Linked DNA regions of Drosophila melanogaster: region 1 is linked to region 2. The links are chromatin contacts, called in public Hi-C maps. All regions are on one chromosome and are shown on one strand. Each heading gives the region's core, a stretch centred on a gene start, on an enhancer-like site or on the middle of the called end of the contact. The rest is flanking DNA. Distances are from core to core; before and after follow the strand shown. Region 1 holds the start of DNaseII (Deoxyribonuclease II). Region 2 holds the start of tinc (tincar).

The links. A called contact is a pair of places that touch in the nucleus more often than the background predicts.
Region 1: a Hi-C map of the Kc167 cell line shows a contact between it and region 2, with 1.9 times the contacts expected there. The contact joins the promoter of DNaseII here to the promoter of tinc in region 2. A contact is called at or near these places in 13 of 107 Hi-C or Micro-C datasets (the Clone 8 cell line, the D17-c3 cell line, the Kc167 cell line and 4 more) and 1 of 6 datasets of contacts at active chromatin or transcription factors (the Kc167 cell line).

The regions. Positions count from the first base shown.
Region 1 is chr3R:18,017,762-18,020,670 of dm6, reverse strand. DNaseII (Deoxyribonuclease II) reads right to left here and starts at 1,296. Exons shown (of 2, transcript NM_142415.3): 1 at 1,155-1,296; 2 at 1-595. The coding sequence starts at 1,258. It overlaps cpo (couch potato), which reads right to left. Exons shown (of 11, transcript NM_001014631.3): 11 at 1,779-2,909.
Region 2 is chr3R:17,810,082-17,812,811 of dm6, reverse strand. tinc (tincar) reads right to left here and starts at 1,271. Exons shown (of 10, transcript NM_176511.3): 1 at 1,008-1,271. Alg1 (ALG1, chitobiosyldiphosphodolichol beta-mannosyltransferase) reads left to right here and starts at 1,678. Exons shown (of 3, transcript NM_142405.3): 1 at 1,678-2,332; 2 at 2,394-2,730. The coding sequence starts at 1,773.

The sequences.
Region 1 (2,909 bases), core at 47-2,546, 210 kb before region 2:
GCCAAACAGCCGGAACTTCTTGCCGTCCAAGCTGCGCACCTCCAAGTCCTTCTGGAACGGTGATTCCGTCCGCCACTGACCATGCAGAGCCCTTTCCAGGCTCGGGAACAGCTCATCGGAGCGAGTGGCCAGCGGGTTGCGTTGATAGTAGAAGTGCGGTTCATTGTACACCAGAATCTGACCAACCTTCTCCAAATCCTCGCCCTTCAGTGTGACGCAGAGCATGCTCTGTGCGTACTGCTCGCCGGATGTGGGATAGCTGTAGTCCGGAATTGTTGGAAATTTGGGCACCGAGTGGACAATCCAAATAGCCGTCTCCCCATCACTGGCCACCACTCCTTTGGCATGACCACCGCTGCTGAAAACCGTGCCATTCGGCTGTTGATCGTTGTAGGCGGCCAGCAGAGTGTGGCTGGGATCGTCGTTCAAGGGGTTAAGGGTCTGGGCAGGCAGCGATAGGGGATCACTAATGAACTTTCCCGACATCTGCCAGGTGTCATAGTTCTGGCTGGTCACGTACAGGTACTTCAAGCCACTGGTGTCCTTGCCCAAATCGTTGTGCTGGTAGTGCTTGGGCAGTTTGTAAAGGTGCCACCTAAAATTATAAAGGAATATTTGAAAAAAAATTATTAAATAAATTAAAAACATGTTTATCTCATCGAGAAAACCCCTCAATCTTTGGAAATTTGTTTTTAAGATATTAAAAAAAAAAAATAATTACCATTTAATCTATTTTTGGAAATGGAAAAGTATTAAAAATGATGTTATTGTTATCAAATTGATTAAGTTTGTTTGTAGCAAACAACTTTGATTTAAATCTCTCATTTTAGGAAACAAAATAACACACTAATTACTTTTTAATTTCTTGTCACACAGTATTGTACAATTATTATCAATTTTTCCGCTTGAACTTGAACTCATCATATTCAATTTGTTTATCGCCTCTTTTAGAATAATCTCAATACAGCAGTGTATATAAATAACTAAAATACGTTGTGTTTGCAAATTGTTAATGATATGCAAACAGCGACTGCAGATAAATGAAAAAGTATGTGAAAGGCCAATATTTATAAGTAACTTTTCTAATAAGCACATTTAGTAATGTTTTAAGAACTAAACTATTTATTGTTTGATCTGTTAATCGAAATACTTACCAATCTACATCGTTTCCAGCTTCATCCTTACAGGAAACCTTAGACTTAGCTTCGTTTTGGTAGAAAAACCAAACGAACAGCAAAACGAAGCACAGAGATCGCATTGTACAACCTTCAAGTTGCTCGGCCGGAAAACAACTAAATAAGTGTCAGTGAATCCAATCCAATCAACGGCTGTGCTCATACAGGGTGTCTCAGTCGCAAATTGAAATCCATCTTAATCTTTTTCGATTTCTTCACCAGGTAAAAACGCTTGAATCGAGTGAAAACTGAGATCCTTGCTGTTTGTCTGTTTTATCTAAAAGTTGGATTTGTAAATATTTGGTCGTGTTTGGGTTTTTAACACAGCCTATCGCCACGTTGTCTGCTATCTGAGGGGTCAGCCACTTATTGCAAAAGATCAGTCGAACAGAGAGGTCGCTGATAAGCCAAGCGCACTAAATGCGGCTACAACGAATATATTATACTCTACTAAATATGTTTGACTTCATTTTTATGGATATTATAAGAAACTACTAAGAATCTTGTCCAATCTGTAACATATTATAAATACTTACCCATTTCACCATCATCACATAAACATCCCATTCATCCCACTGGCGGTGAAAAGAACTCCACTTCTTTACAATTACACAAAACAATTGTTAAAGTTTTTATTTATTATTCGTATTGTATTATTATAATTTGTCGCCTGCTGAAAACTGCAATTTGTTGCTCTTTTCCCCGTTTGCATTGCAGGGCATATCGTTTGTGCTTTCCTCCTCGATCGTGATCGCATGAAAATATTATCGTTATCAAATTGTATAATTTGTCTTGCGGGCGGGCGAGCCCATCTGCTAATATTGAATTATATTGGAAATAAACTGTCTGGTAAATTAATTGAATTCAACTTCGTTAGTTCTTATCGCTGGTGGCTGTCTGTGAAAAAATGGTTCACCTTTCATTCTGTTTCGAATTTCCTCTGATCTGCTTTGATCCGATCTGATATGATATTATCAGATGATATTATGTTTTTTTTTCTTTTTGTTTTGCCAATCGGTTGGTATTGCCATTTAGATTTATATTTAACTTAGGTGTACCGATTTGTTATGTCATTTCTTTGGTTTCGTATGCAACAATACATTTAAACTCACAATACAATATTTTCGCTAAATATTTTTTATGTATTTTTTTTTTTTGTATCAATTTTTTCATAGTTGTTAATAATTTATTAATATTTTGTATGGTTTTTCATTTTTTTGGTTTTTCAAATATATATATAAAGAACAAGGCTGATATTTATATTTATATATATATATATACGAGTTTTGTTTCTGTTTTATGTAAGTTTTATAATAATATTTAGCTATACGTTTTGGTTTTCATTTGCTTGAAAAATCAATTTGTTTTTTACAATATTAGCAAAGATCTTTATTCGATTTGAAAAAAGAAGGTCGTACTTGGTTTCGCGAAAATGTTAAATAAATGAGCCTCAAAATAGACAAATACTTGCCATTTCTTGTATTTTTTTTTTTTTACTTTTAATATCTCAATTAATATTAATCATTATTTTCGTATTATTTACGGATAAAAGTAGACTCAACTGTTGAGTTATGCAAATAAAATTGCATTTCCCGTTAGACTTTCGGCATATTTAATAATTTTATCATTCTCCTTCTTTGTTATTTTTGAAATTTGCTGCGCCTAATTTGCGCCTGCTTTTCATTAATATATATATATATATATATATATATATATAGTGTATATATATGTGTA
Region 2 (2,730 bases), core at 22-2,521:
CGAAAACTTCTGCAGCGCCATAAAAAGTCGGACTGAAATCAAAAATCAAGAGTGGAAACTTGCGGGCCAACCCCAGGAAAATACAGCCACCCACCAAAAACCACCCAACCATCCGAGCAGCAGTGCAACCACCACCCCGCGTTCACCGCCCACCGTTTGGGGGTGGCCCGCTGGCTTGGCTATCTGCCTTCTGCGAAGGACGTAGGACGCAGGAGCAGAAGGACGATGCGCGGAGCGTATCGCGTCTGGATCAGAAATTGCAGACGAGCATAATGGGATAAACTACGTGGAGCACACTCACAGCTGGGTTCAGAATAATACAATATCTATATCATGCGGAAAATCATATTCAAAAGCAATAAATCTGGATCGGCATATTTGTTTGATAGCTATAAGTCAAATAAGTAAATTTCTATAATTGTTTACTTCCTTAATGGGAAATTCTTAATATTAAAAGTAGCTGTTAAGATTATCATACTTCAGTCTTTGTGATCTTTAAGAGCAATTACATACAATAATAGTATCTTTGACATTCCTTTGACATTTGCAAATAATATCTTTAAGGATATTTGATGGCCTTAAAGGTTATAGTATCCTCTTTATTGCTTATTCATACGCGTATAAAAATCTGTAAACGATATTAATATTTCTACCGCATCTGTACACCTAGTTATAATCTCAGACAGCCGGGTGACAAATTTGACGATGGCACTAGAGAGGAAAAATACTACGCGCATAAAAATGCATAAATGGAGAACAAAGCCAGCAGGAGCTCGGGAAATTGTAGTATGTGGTGTACGAAATTTGCATTTCCACTTCATCGAAATTCGATGGCTCGAAATACCCCCACACACAGACACAGATACACACACACGCGGACAACGATAGAGCCACCCACACATTGACATCCAGACAGGCGCCAACTGGAGGGTGGAAAGCCGGCTTGTTGTGCCGGCGAAAATGCGTAAAATAACGGCAGTTGGAGTGCTTTTCCTGATTTTACTCACCGGCAATTCTCCCGTTTAAGCAGTCATAAACTTTGTTTCAATTATTTGTTTTTCATCACCAACTAGTATATTTAATAATATTTCCTCTACCTGAGCATTAGTTGCTGCGAAAATTGTAGCACAGCTTTGTGGGTAAACACTCACACACACCGACGCACTGTCGCGCACACACACACACTGAGCTTGAAGTCCCGCTAGAAAAGTGCCGCACTCACGAGCCGCGACGTTACGTCCATACGAATCCGAATTTGAATGGAGAATTCAGTTTGAGCGGTGTGGTGTGACCAGTCACGTTTACTGCAATTAAGATCATACATACGCAAAGCAGGTACGGTCACTCGGCAACTGTTAAGTTATTTCCCTGTTAACCGCACTCATTTTATTTTACAGTACTGTTAAGAAATGTAAATGCAATGTTAGAGAAAAAATGTAGCTTAAAATTATGCTATTTTATCACTTCATACTTTGAAATCTAAACAGTATATATATTCGCTCATATAAATCTAAGAATTCTGATTACTCATCTTAAAAAATTAAATGAAATAGAATAGATGGATAAAATGATAAAATACCCAAATTTTTAAAACAGGTAGTAAATAAATGTTGAAATGAACCACCCTAACATAGCGCCATAATAGCAGAGTTCCGAGGCATTTTGCAGCGGCTGAGTACGGTCCCACTATTCCACAGGATTCAACCGAATCACAAACAAAACGCGCAATTCCCTTTGATCGCAGATAAAGCGCTTATTTTTCTTGCCCAGCGATGGCGGAAGTGCTGCCCAAGAAGCGCAACGCCTGCGTCATCGTGCTGGGCGACATTGGACGCAGTCCGCGCATGCAGTACCATGCCCAGAGTCTTCTCGAGGAGAACTACCACGTGGACATGATTGGGTATCTGGAGACGAGGCCGCTGGAGGAACTGACTCAACATCCACGTTGCCGAATCCACGAGCTAACTGCCGTCCCAGTGACGAACCTAACACCCAAACTGCGCCTGCTCTTCAAGGCCTTTTGGCAGACGCTCAGTCTGCTGATGGCTCTCATCTCCATTGGCCGTCCCAGCTTCCTACTCGTCCAGAATCCGCCCGGCATTCCCACGCTGATTGTGTGCTATCTGTACTGTGCGGTCACACGAACCAAGCTGGCCATCGATTGGCACAACTACACGTACACAGTGCTGGCATTGGGAATGTCGAAGGGAGAGCAGAGTCCTCTAATACGATTGGTTAGGCGACTGGAGCGATACTTCGGCTCCAAGGCACACACACACTTCTGTGTGACGCGGGCCATGCAAGAGGATCTGCAGCAAAACTGGGGCATTGGGTAAGTCCTCATCACATCCATCTAAACGAAGTAAATAACTCAGCCGCGACTCATCTTTCAGGCCTGTCAAAGTTCTGTATGATCGTGCGCCCGCGCAATTCCATCCCATCGACTTGACTCACAAGCACGAGCTGTACCTGAAGCTGGCCAAAGACTACCCACAGTTCCAGGCCAAGGACGCCGAACAATCCGATGTTCTGGAGGCCACCGCTCTTACCCAAAAGCTGGCCAGCGGTGTTGTGCAGTACAGACCACAGCGACAAGCCGTGCTGGTTTCCAGCACCAGTTGGACGCCGGACGAGGACTTCGGTATACTGCTTAAGGCTTTGCAAGCTTACGAGGAGACTGCGCAAGCAGAGCCGTTGGTTTATCCTTCCCTGCTGTGTATCATCACCGGA